Regions from separate parts of the Gossypium arboreum genome. Here region 2 is linked to region 1. A link is a contact called in public Hi-C data. All regions are on one chromosome and are shown on one strand. Each heading gives the region's core, a stretch centred on a gene start, on an enhancer-like site or on the middle of the called end of the contact. The rest is flanking DNA. Distances are from core to core; before and after follow the strand shown. Region 1 overlaps LOC108483477. Region 2 holds the start of LOC108480369 (serine/threonine-protein phosphatase PP1 isozyme 2).

What was found. A called contact is a pair of places that touch in the nucleus more often than the background predicts.
Region 2: a Hi-C map of leaf shows a contact between it and region 1, with 1.9 times the contacts expected there. The contact joins the promoter of LOC108480369 here to the enhancer-like site in region 1. A contact is called at or near these places in 2 of 5 Hi-C or Micro-C datasets (both in leaf).

Annotation. Positions count from the first base shown.
Region 1 is chr1:9,401,227-9,408,066 of ASM2569848v2, reverse strand. LOC108483477 reads right to left here. Exons shown (of 12, transcript XR_008281652.1): 10 at 6,378-6,840; 11 at 5,868-6,270; 12 at 4,677-4,993. Among protein-coding and RNA genes, the nearest start is that of LOC108483477, 11 kb to the right of the region's middle. Within about 2 kb of position 4,311, at least 1 of the 2 cell types and tissues checked has an H3K27ac peak or open chromatin away from gene starts, as enhancers often do. A contact at or near this core is called in leaf, where this site is marked.
Region 2 is chr1:9,442,946-9,449,785 of ASM2569848v2, reverse strand. LOC108480369 (serine/threonine-protein phosphatase PP1 isozyme 2) reads left to right here and starts at 3,541. Exons shown (of 5, transcript XR_001870609.2): 1 at 3,541-4,052; 2 at 5,704-6,483. It overlaps LOC128292714 (a long non-coding RNA gene), which reads left to right and starts at 504. Exons shown (of 3, transcript XR_008282650.1): 1 at 504-690; 2 at 771-840; 3 at 936-1,275.

The sequences.
Region 1 (6,840 bases), core at 3,062-5,561:
CACTAGACTTTAATTCCAAACATTTTCACAATTTGGTCCTAAAATCAATTTCCATCAATTTTACTTGATAAAATTATCATATATCTAAATTAAAGATTCAATTCTATGTTTATTCATCATATTCTTCCAGCACTCATCCATAAAAACTTTAAAAATTAACCATGAAATCAAAAACTAATGAAATAGTAAGTTGGACCTAATTGTAAAAGTCCAAAAATATAGAAATTTCTAGGAGAAAGCAAGAATTAAACTTACATGTAGCTAGAGAATGAAACCAGCTTGAACCCTCTTCCATGGTTATTTTTCAGCTAATGAAAATAAAGAAAAATAAAGAGAATTCTAGATATTCCAATTTGGTCCCATTTTTATTTAGCTAATTTTGGCAATTTTCCAATTTTGCCCTTATTTCACCCCTTTTCCTGATTTTTCTCAGCTATTGTCGCCCATAATATCTCCTTTGGACTTATTTGCACTTTAGGTCCTTCCCTATTTGACAATTGAGCTATTTAATCTTTTTTGCAACTTTTACACCTTTTTCAATTTATTTCTTTTTATTTAATTAACCACCCAAACGTCAAAATTTTCTGACGAAATTTTAATACTACCTCACTAACACTCCATAAATATTTCTAAAAATATTTATGGCTCGGTTTATGAAGTCAAGGTCTCGATACCCCATTCTCGACCCAATTTACCTAATTAATTCTTTTAAATCACTCACTTCACTAATTCAAAAATACTTCTATATTCACACTTGCCTCGTAGGTATTAATTTATTAAATTTTTGACTCATTCGTCGGATTTAATGATCTCAAATCACTGTTCCGACACCACTGAAAATTAGGCTGTTACACTAGCAATGAAGACTTTGATGATGCTCCTGTGAGAGGCACCAGAACTATTGCTGACATCTACCAAAGATGTGATGTTGCAATAGTTAAACCTTTAGATTTTGAGGAAGCTACCAGGGACAAACATTGGAAGAAGGCCATGGAAGCTAAATTAGAAATGATCCATAAGAATGACACTTGGGAATTCGTAGAAAGACTAGATCATAAGAAAGTTATAAGTGTCAAGTAGGTATTTAGAGCCAAGTATAATGTTGATGGCTCACTGAACAAGCACAAGGCAAGGCTTGTGGTGAAAGGCTACAGTCAGCAATATGGCATCGATTTCATGGAGACTTTTGCACCAGTAGCAAGGCTAGACACAATTAAACTTTTGTTTGCCTTAGCTGCTCAAAAGCAATGGAAGGTTCACCAATTAGATGTTAAGTCAGCGTTTCTTAATGGCTTTCTCAAGGAGGAGATTTTCATTGAGCAACCTAATGGATTTAAAGTCCTAGGACAAGAGGACAAAGTTTATAAGTTGAAAAAGGCTCTGTACGGCCTAAAGCAGGCACCAAGAGCTTGGTATGACAAGGTTGATACATACCTGTCTATGCTCGGGTTTGAGAAAAGTGTTAGTGAATCTACACTTTATGTGAAGAAGTCAGAAGGTGAGACCTTGCTGATTGTATCACTCTATGTGGATGATTTACTTGTGACTGGAAGCAAAGATGAATTGATTAGTGAATTCAAAGTGCAAATGCAAGAAGTGTTTGAGATGACAGATTTGGGAGTTATGACATACTTCATTGGCATGAAAGTGAACCAATCTGATCAAGGTATCTTCATCAGCCAACATGCCTTTGCTTTGAAGATTCTCAACAGATTTTGCATGACAAATTATAAAACAGTCAGCACACCAATGGCTCAAAGAGATAAGCTGACTAGTAGTGGGAATCAAGAGAGGGTTGATGAGAAGGAATATCGAAGCCTAGTAGGTTGCTTGCTTTACTTAACAGCAATTAGGCCTGATATTATGTTTAGAGTCAGCCTTCTTTCAAGATTTATGCATTGTTGTGATGTTAATCATTTTAAAGCTGCTAAAAGAATTCTCAGATATGTCAAGGGAACTTTGAGCTATGGAGTCAAGTTTGAAAAGCGAAATGAGTTCAAGCTAATAGGTTACCCTGACAGTGATTGGGTTGGCTCTGTCAATGACATGAAGAGCACCTCTGGTTACTTCTTTACTCTTGGCTCAGGATTTTTCAACTGGAGCTCAAAGAAGCAACAAACTGTTGTTCAGTCTACAGCTGAAGCAGAGTATACTGCAGCTACTGCAGCTGTAAATAAAGTCATTTGGCTTAGGAAGCTTCTATGTGACTTGAATGAAGAACAGACTCAACCAACTGAAATCAGGGTTGATAACCAATTAGCAGTTGCCATAGCCAAAAATCCAGTTTTTCGTGGCAAAACCAAACATGTTAAGATTAAATTTCACTTTGTTTGTGAAGTTGAGTAATCAAAAGAAGTTAGTCTTGTTCATTGTAGCTCAGAAAACCAATTGGCTGATATTTTGACTAAGTCACTTGGTGCTACAAGGTTTGAAGTTTTAAGAAGCAAAATTGGTGTTTGTTGCATACAGTCCAAGGAAGAGTGTTGAGCATTGGCCTGCAATGCAACATGTGACCAGCAGCAGCTCATCAAGCAGACCAGCATTGGTGTTGAACCGAGTGCAGCAGCTAGTTTCATTCATTTTGTTTATTTTGGTCCATTTGTAACTTGTTCAAGTTGACATGTAACTTGTAACTTGTTATTAATTTTGGTAGGATTAGTTTTGATTTTAATTTTGATATAATAGATGATATGTCAGCTTACTTTTGTGTGTATTCAAATATTGTATTTGTTATGCATTAGTGGGAGCAGTTACATCATTAGGTAACTGTCCAATTTTATGTAACTTACATATATTTTCAAATAATTAACGAAAAAGAAAAATGTTGTTTGGTTATAATCTCACTAAAACTCTTTCCATTTGATTTTTGCTTTAGTTATTTTTGTTTTGCTTTTGTTTTAGCTTTGTTTTGCTACTTTTGTTCTAACACTTTCCAAGGACGTACGCCGATGGACCCGTGAATGTGGGTTTGTCAAACTTACAAGGGGGACAATTCAACTTACCCTGGGTTGTTGCAACCATTACCGATACCTGAGAAAGCCTGGGCTGATATTTGTTTGGACTTTGTGGAGGGGTTACCACTTTCCAAAGGGAAGAATACTATATTCGTGGTGGTGGATTGCTTGACCAAATATGGTCACTTCCTTGCATTAAGTCATTCCTTTATTGTCGCTTCTGTCGCCTTTGAGTTTTTGCAGCACATTTACAAGCTTCATGGGCCTCCTAAGTCGATCGTTTTCGATCGTGACAAGGTCTTCCTGAGTAACTTCTGGCAGGAACTGTTCAAACACTTAGGTACTCAATTGTGTCTTTCTACAACCTATCTCCACAGACCAATGCGCAAACTGAGGCTCTGAACAAATATTTGGAGGTCTATTTGTGCTATACGTTTGGTGAGAAACCCTCTGAGTGGGCCACTTGGCTTCCTTTGGCTGAATAGTGGTATAATACCACCTATCAGACTGCCATATATATGACCCCGTTTAAAGCTTTCTATGGGTAGGAGCCACCCATCCATCTACCTTATCTTGTCGGGGTCTCTTGAGTTGCTGCGATGGATAAGTGCCTTTTGAACAGATAGGTATTCATGAGCTCTTTCGTTTTCATTTAAACAAGATCAGATGAAACAAATTGTTGATCAGAAACGTTCTGACCGTGAATTTGCTGTTGGTGACTTGGTATATGTGAAACTGTAGCCCTGTCGCTAGCACTTGTTGAAAAGTTTAAGAATCAGAAGCTGAGTCCTCGCTATTTTGGACCCTTTCCAGTGGAAGCTCATGTTGGCACTGTTGCTTACAAGTTAACCTTACCTGTCGCTGCTTGAATTTATTCTACGTTCCACGTCTTCCAACTCAAGAAACATGTTGGAATTGCGGTGACCTCGTCCCTTCTTCCAATCACTTCTGCTGATGGTCCCCTCCTCAAGGAACTAGTTTGAATTTTGGATCGACGGATGATCAAAAGGGGTAATGTTGTTGCTACTGAAGTTCTTATTGCACGAGTAGACACTTTTCACAAAGATTCGAGCTGAGAGGATTGGAATGATCTTCTTCGCTGTTATCAGCACTTTGATCCTTGAGGACAAGGATCTTCTTCCGATTGGGGATACTTGTTATAGATCGTTTTTGCTTCTATTACTTACGTGGGTTGCATGGTTTTGCATGGCCGTTATGTTCATTATTCATTTTAATTTTTGTTTTAATTGTAATAACGAAACGCTACGTTAAAGGATGGGTTGGAATCGTTTAATGAAATAGCACGTTTTGGCTTAGTTTGTTTGCACAAAACGCACCGTTTTAAGTAACCGTTGCCAGGCTGTTAAGGGTTTTTTCGCACAAAACGCACCGTTTTAAGTAACCATTGCCAGGCTGTTAAGGGTTGTTATTCTCTCATTTATTAGGAGAACAAGGACAACGAGACAGTTATGAAATTGGAGAATTCACTATTCTTCTTCTTGTTCCCTTCTGAAATTTCTCTCTTCTCTTCTTAAATTTTCTTCTGGAAATTCGAAAGGCTACACAAAACTTAAACCATAAAAAACCAAAGCATAAAAAAAAAAAGAAGCAAATGCATTTTCCTTTTTAAAAGAAAATATTCACACATCTAAAACAGAGAAAAAAATTAAAAAGAAACGAAAGATTCAGCGTGAGACATATAAAGCTCAAAGCAAGAGAGAATTTTGAAATAAAAATATTGAAATGTATTAACTGACAGAAAACTGAAACTGTTTACAATTCTCAATACAGAAAACAAACTTAAATTGTATTCCTATATTTATATATATATATGTAAAGTATATCATATAAAATATAGTTTCTATCTCTTACTGCACCCAATAAGCAACAATGAAAAAGGGGTTTACATTTAAGTAATCAACTCAGATATCACAAACAAGCATTCTCTTTTCTTTCACAATACATGCACTTACCCCACCCCCCCCAAAAAAAAAAAAAAGCAATCTGGAAGCAGCCTTCAAGCAATGTAGATATAGTATCTGCATTTATGCCAGTAAACATAAAATAATAATCAGGCACTTGTTGGATCTTATTTCATTGATGTAGGGCAGCAAAAGCTACGCACTGCCACTAGGATTCATAGTCAAGGAAATGGGGAAAACTTGTATAATGGAAATACACCTAAACTTCATACCTAGTTTTCCTTTTAACCTTCGAAGAGCCACTCTTTAAGGGTGGTTTTTTTTTTTTTTTTAACAACTATTAGAATATATCATTTTAAGCACTAAATTGAATAGCACTAAATTGAATAATTAACTCAACAATTAGTTCACCAGAATAAATTTGAATTGTACCCACACATGGTGGAATTTGAACTTGGAATCTCACGTTTCGGAAGGCCTCTTCATTGCTACTAAGCCAAGGCCTCATTGGCTTTATAACACTACCCTGCCTTACAATAACATCAACTGAAGCAGATGGGGCACAGTTTTAAATTCGAAATCTAAGCATCAAATAGTTGACAATAGCAACAGCGCTAAAACATTATATTCTCTATCACGGTAGAAAGAGTTAATTGATTTATGTAAGATTCCATGCAAGTCATTGCTCATCCTAAAAGAATTGAACTCAAAACAAGACATAAAAACTAAGATCCTAAACCCTGATATAAATTTAAAATACCAAATAAACCCTAAATATATAAACTATTATAGTGAAGCCCCGTAGATACTATAAGGTAATGAGTTAACCCTCAATTAGCTGCTTCGCATTCTACACCAAACCAATAGCAGTCCTCAGACAGCTAAGGGGCTGCTAATATACCAGATAATTGAAAATATAACTAGAAACATATGAAAGCAATGAAACAAATATTTATGATGTTATCAAGGGGAAAAAGACCATGATAATTACCTTCAATGGAACTGCCAGCTCAGATCCATAGAATGATATCAAAGATGACGCAGATGAAGCAGACAACCAGAATAATGCAGTATGAAGGACAAAATAACTTCCATTTGTCAATATACCGACAAGACATTCAATCCACACTTCTCATATTCATAAGAACTATTTAACTGCAAAAGATGAGGAGGCTGCAGCTGCCTCGGCGATTAAGGAAATTGGCTGGCGAGCCTGCAGGCAAGCAGCTATATCAAAGGGATGCAACTCAGCACCATCAAAAATAAGGTTCACGCCAGGAAGGATTACTTCGTTGCTGTCAGTTTCATCAGAATCAACTTTTGTTGTGGTTGCTGAGGTGGAATCTTCAACAGGTCTTGTGGCAGCTTCATATGCAGGGGCTAGGGCATATGCTCTGCAAATATCATTTAACAATATGAATAAATAATGCACAACCAAAAACTAAAATGAGAATAAAACATTACAACAGAAAAAAAAGGCAAGTATACTGATTTGGCAGACCTAAGAATGCTACCATCAAAGCTCAAAACTTCAGTCCGACAATGCTGGCGACTGGCAAGTTTTAATCTTTGACGCTCACTAGACATCCCAGAAATGGGAGAAGAAGGATCTAGCAGTGGGTTCCACTTCCCACTAGCATAGTTCATGAGTTTCTTTGATTGTTTTGTGTCCTTCGGATGATCCTTTTGCTGCTCCTTTTGGTACAAAAGTTTTGCCGCAGGACCTGTTGCCTGATACTCTGCACAAACCTCACGCAACATTCTACGTATGCTTTGCATTGAATCATGATGCTCAGTAAGTGAGTCTGATTGAAGTAACTCAGACGAGACAATCCTTTCACATATACTCTTGCATAACTTAGGGTTGAAAAGTGGCATCCCAAATTCAACAGTCAATGGAACCCATTCATATATCTCTTTATCCGGGCCAAAATGATCCATATCTCTTTCTTTAAATAGTCTTA
Region 2 (6,840 bases), core at 2,292-4,791, 42 kb before region 1:
GCTGGAAACTTAGTATAAGATTCATCCCAATCACCAAACAATTCTTTCATTGCCTTTTGTTTCACGTACTATGCCTTGTAATACGAGACCGTGTAGTTATATTGACTTTGGAGGTCAACGACTAGCACTGAGATTAAAATCATCAGATATTGTTACCCCATCGACTTCATGCATTGTCATATGATTTTGGAATCCAATTTATGATGATCAGTCATTAACCATCGAACAGTGTATGTATGTGGACCATTATGCTTTCGTATGTCCTAAATCTATTTCATTTTTAAAAGTGAGGCCATGATCCACCAATTGCACCCACCACCAAATTTAATGCACTTATTAACAAATATGGTTAGGGTTCACTCCACCGTCTTATAATAGTAGGACATTTTAATGTTTTAGTGCTTCACGGTTGCTTGTACAACCTCCTTCAATGGAAATTATGTCCCAATAGGTAGACCCTCGAAATATAAAGTTGAAAGCATATAAGTCAGCAACATATCAGGATATTTGGGAAATTCTAACGCATCCATTGCCTCTTCATCGACTAGGTGCATATGAGAGTAAGGTTCATTTGGTGGAAGATCCAGTAATGCACTTGTGGCAGGGAAGTCTGCATCGACGCAAATATTCTTGTTCGGCGGCTTCCACTTCTTCATCATGGTCTGGATCACTAAATTCAATCGTGTTTGTGTCAGTATCCCTCTCCTCTTCCTCTTCTTCAATATAACCTGATGTGAACTTGGATACTGAAGGTTGTATCATCATGGAAGTTCCCTTTTTAATGTAGGAAAATGGATCTTCATATGGAGGAGGTGCGGATGTTGATGGTGCTGCATACTGGTATGGATATTTTAGACTTATATTCAAATAAAATTCCAACTTGTGTACATAAGATCGTCCTCTAACAAGTGCAGTATACTGGCATATATTAGCAGGATCACATTGAAGATATAATGCTCCAAACATATCTACAACAAGACTGGATGAAGGTGGAATATCGGGTAACGTTTTCCCCTACTCAACAACACTCAACTGTGCATAAAGCTTCACTACATTCCCGGATGAGGAATGTGTTGCGATCATAGTTTCAACATCATCATCTTCAGCTAATTCATCGAATATGTAAAAAGTCTATAAAATAGAGTGGACACTACCTTCCCACAATGACCGACAGTTTTCCTACTAATTTTTGCCATCAATTCTTTTATTTTGATGTTCTTAATCAACGTTGTGTTTATCGAGCGTCTTGAATTAAATACAACACCGTTTTCAATATAGTGAACTTGTCCATTGTAATGAACTACAACATTGAATTTAGGGTTAATCTTCTTAAATCAACCTGCACATTCAGAAAAATAACAAAAACAATATAATAATAACATTATCCACGCCGACTTTTTTGATAAAAATGATAGTGCAAATTACTAAATTAAAGAAATAATTTTAAAAAAGTACAACTAAGAAAAGAAATCTTATTTTGGCAAAAGGGAGAGTAGCTTACAAATAATAGAAACTGTGAGAAAATTTCCACGAGAGCAATGGAAAAAAAATTATAAAGCATGCGTTGAGGTATTTTCATAATTTTATACTCAATTTTGAAATTTCGAAGTCTCAAACCACCACTTAACATGGTGATTTCAGAAAAAAAAATTATTAAAATGTTACGTGGCTTGATGTTGTTGGAGATTGGGGTTTGATGGACTGAAGAGAGAAGAGCAAGATAATTTTTTTTTTTTAAATTTGATTTATTTTTCCAACGAATGCTTTTATTGACTGTTGGTAAAGGGTCTAAAATTGCTCCCAACCTGGCTATTTTAGGAAAAAAGGTTTTTTTTTTTTTCCTATTTTGGAATCGCCGTGTAGGGGGCTACTTTTAGGGGAAAAATTATGTGCCAAAAAATTACCTTATCTTTTTAAATAGAGTATTACTACACACACCTAACTTTTATAAATTTTCATTTTAGACATCAAAAGTAAAAAAGTTTACAATATAAGTATTGTTGTTATATACTTTTACCATTTTAGTCATCCATCGTTAATTTGTTATTACATACACTCATTTTAATCACTCAACTTTAATAAATTTCACTTTGATCACTCATTTTACTTTTTAGAACTAATCTTTTCCCCCAAAAAATTAAGTTTTTGTAGGGAATTAAATTGTTCAACTCCTGAGATGGAACTCAAGTTTTCATTTATAACTCAATTCCATGTACAAAACTAAGGTTTTCTCTATAAAACTTAGAAAAATCCTGATTTTTTCTTTTATTGAAAAAACTAAAAAGAATAAAAGAATTTTAAAAGATAAAAGGAAAAAAATTAGAAAAATGAAATTAATTCTAAAAGGAAAAAAATAAAGGAATTAAAAAGAAAACTATTTTTCTTACCCACATTTGTCTCTTTTATGAAAAAACAATTTTCAAAAAAAAAATAAAAAAGATAAAATGAGTTTGCAAAATGAGAAATTATTAAAGTTAGGTAATTAAAATAAATGTATGTAATGATAAATTAACGACAAGTGACTAAAATGAGAAGACTTTGTAACAATATCGCCCATATTACAAACTTTTTATTTTTGATACCCAAAATAGAAAAAATTATAAAATTAAGTGATCAAATGCGTAACTTATCCTTTTAAATAATCTAAAACTTACAATATTTTTTAAAGGGATAAATCTCAAAATTATACGTGAACTTTGATTTAATGTGCAATTGTATACATGAACTTTAATTTAGTGCAATTATACATGTGAAACTCTAATTGTAGTTCAAATGTATACTTAAAACTTTAATTTTGATTTAATCACAGACATTTAAAAAAATAAATACATTAATTTATTTTTATACTAGATAAATATAATTATTTATGTATGCAATATATAAATATAAATTTATATTATATCAATAATTGTGTTAATAATTTATAATATTGAATTAAGTTAAAATTTATGTATACAATTACGTATTAAATCATAATTTTAAATTTGATGTTTATTTTTAAAATAGTTTTTTATAGTAATTAAAATATCCCACTAATTTTAATGATTAATCCTTTGAAGGGATAAACCAGCTAATGGTAATTTTAAAACTATAATATTTTATAATAAATTGCTAATATAATGGGCAGTTGAAAACATGTTAACGATAACGGTAAAATAAGTAAGTTGGCCAAAGTGGGTTAAGGGTGAGTTTAGATGAGCGGTGTGTTTATCTGCGTTTAGTGTAAAAACAGTTGTGACAGTGAAATTAAATATTGTAGGAATACTGTAACGTGAGACAAAAAATAAGCTAAACGCACCGCACTATATTATACCGCCGCCCTAAACCCACCTTAAATGAGAATTTGCCGCATTTTAATGATAAGGGTAAAATCGATTTATTTGATTTTATAAATAAAAAATATTACTTCAAATTTTGAATATTTATAAGTTCAGTTAACTTACACTATTTAATTTCGCAATTATCACATATTATAGTAAATATAATATTACCCTAATATTAGGGAAACAAATAGGGGTTCTTTTGAATATTTATAACCATCAATGGGCTATTTACCAAGCCTTATATCATCGACTATTCGACTCCGACGAAGTTTAATACTTATTAGTTATATACAGAAATTAGGCTTCTCCGCCGTTCCGGAGTTGCATTCACCGCCACTTTTCTTTTAATTTTTCTTCTCTAGTATTAATTTTATTAATCCCCACACGCAAGCCAGGCCACATTCTTCCCCGCCCCTTCTTTTTCAAATAACACCAGAAAATGAAACGAAGTTGAAAAACCCAGAACAGAAAAACAAAGAAAAAAAATTATTACTTTTTTGGAGAGATTTCTTTATTATTATTTTTCTCAGATTATGGGATCTGTTACAATGGACCCTGCCGTTTTGGATAATATAATATGTCGTTTATTGGAGTTTAAGCAGGAAAGGACAGGGGGCAAGCAAGTGCAGCTGATGGAAGGTGAGATCCGTCAGCTTTGCACTGTTGCAAGGGAGATATTTATTCAACAGCCAACTCTTCTTGAACTTGAAGCTCCCATTAAGATATGTGGTACGCCTTTATGTTCTTTTCTCAATATATATTAGCTTTTTAATTCATATTTTCTTTTTTGGATTTTCTATTTGAAAAATGGTGGAAATTCATGTTTTGGTTCTTTGGGTATTTTAGTTTTAGGATTTGGGTGTTCCTAATTTTGACTGGTTGAGGGAAAAGTTGAAAACTTTGAAGAAATGTTATTAAGGGAAAAGTTGAATGCATTTGAAGGAATTAAGGAAATGTGTGTGTGTTCCTGAATGGTTATGTAAGTGCTTAGGAGCTGCATTGAGATAATACTCGATTTCTTATTTAAATTGCATTAACTGAAAATTATTTACTTTTTTATGTTGTTCTTGGTATGATTTGTTTCTTAGCCTGCTTGCTGATTGATGTAAAATGGAAGTAGCTATTAATCAACTCTGCCATGAAAATAATCTGAATTAGATGAGAGATATGGATGGTGCGAACTTATCACCTTCTTGGTGCATTGCATCCTTGTTTTGGCTTTTCTCTGGAATTTAATGCCATAGGAGGAAGAGAGGGCAGCTACGGTCTAGGTATGAGGATCTTTAAACTTGGTTTGCTTCTTTTTATCTTAGTTACTCGAGGATGCCTTGTGTAGGCAGGGAAGTCTCTGAGGTTGAGAAAGGTCAGCTATTGAAGAGCAATGGATGGGGAAGGCAGGATTATGTTAATCCTCAATGACTACTCTAAGATTTGTTGAATGTTAAAGTAGAAACCATTTATTAGTAGAAATGTTTGTCTTAGACTTCGGCAATTATGAGGTTAAGAAAAGAAAAGTTATGTGAATGTGTGTTCTGCAGGAATAATCACTTTTGTTGGGAGGGAAAAGATTTATACCATAAACATGATATTTTCCAGGTTTTATTAATTCATGCCCTTTAGTTGAGTTAAAATAACTAATTGTAAGCAAGCACCTTATAACATTTATGAGCTGATTCTCTCTCCAACCATGGTATAAAAATCATTTTGGTCGTATTTGCACATAAATTATTTGTTTTGGAGATTGTCAAGTCTATGCAATAATGCAAATATCCTCCAAAATTAGCTTTACATATTTTCTGTTACAGTCTGTTGCATTGTATTTCTCTATGTTATATACATGGGGGTTCTATGGGAAAACTATTATTGGGTGATTACGTGAGCAACCTCAAAGTTCTTAAGTATTGTTAGAAAGCTAAACCAATTTTTATGAAAATCAATGTTGAGGAATTCTTCATACTGTTGTGAAAACTTCCAATTATAAGTAAATAGGACTAAATGATTGCTCAATGCTCATATCTTTGAATTAATTTTTATCTTATCTTTAAAAGATTGTTTCCTACATAGCACCAAAAACTGATGAGATAGTACTTGTTTGGTGCAACTTGGTAGTTTCGAATATGAATAGGTAAGCAATGCAGCCAGAACAAATATTGTAAAGCTGCTTATTAGTTTCACATACTGGAACTCCTCATAGTTTTAATTGAACTATAGGTGGAAACTATATCAAAATGGTAAAGTGAAACATGAAATAGAGCTCAATATTTCATATGCTAGTTTGACCGTAGTTCTGGATGACTATCTTCTTAATTCTGACAATTTATTGTCTTTTTTTTAGAAGTTTCAATAATTTGTGTTGTGCTGTTTTTTTTTCTTGTTTCAGGTGACATTCACGGGCAGTATGTTGATCTTCTGCGTATTTTTGAGTATGGGGGTTTCCCTCCCAGTGTTAATTATTTATTCCTGGGGGACTATGTTGATCGTGGCAAGCAGAGTCTAGAAACTATATGCCTTTTGCTGGCCTATAAGATCAAATATCCTGATAACTTGTTTCTTTTGCGAGGGAATCATGAATGTGCTTCTATTAATCGGATTTATGGATTTTATGATGAATGCAAACGAAGGTTCAATGTGAAAGTTTGGAGAATCTTTACCGAGTGTTTTAACTGTCTTCCCGTGGTTGCTTTAATAGATGACAAAATTTTGTGTATGCATGGTGGCCTTTCCCCTGATCTAACAAATTTGGATCAGATAAGGGCCTTAACCCGTCCAACTGATGTTCCTGATACTGGTTTGCTTTGTGATTTACTTTGGTCAGATCCTGGTAGGGATATCAAAGGCTGGGGCATGAGTGATCGAGGAGTCTCGTTCACATTTGGCCCAGATAGAGTCTCTGACTTCTTAGTGAAAAATGATCTGGACCTCATTTGCCGTGCCCATCAGGTTGTTGAAGATGGTTATGAGTTCTTTGCTGACAGACAGCTTGTTACAATATTTTCCGCTCCCAACTACTGTGGCGAATTTGATAATGCTGGTGCAATGATGAGTGTTGATGAAAGCCTAATGTGTTCTTTCCAAATTCTTAAGCCTGCTGATAAAAGACTCGGGTTCAGTTGAGGGACACTACCGACTTCTGCCTCCGTTCCTACACGGATTTGCTGATGTAAGTTTCAACCTATACCATGAAGTTAATGATCTATTTTCGAGAATATGAAATGTTAATATTTATGTTGGCAGGCTGGATGCTGAACGCTTATTTTCATTTTGGTGATTTGTGGTTTAGAATAATTTATTTTCTAGTTATGGACATGTTGAGAGCATTTGAGCACTAATAATAACTACATGTCGTATTTACATACATGTATTGCAACTGTCCATTTTGATTTGTTATCGTCAACCATCATTTCTCATGTTCATAATGAAAATTCTCGTAAAACTCTGAACCTATTTTTATGTTGTTTGCCTGTTTATAGCATGTCATTAACTTTAAAGTTTTCCCAAGTTTTTTCTTTGCTTTTGT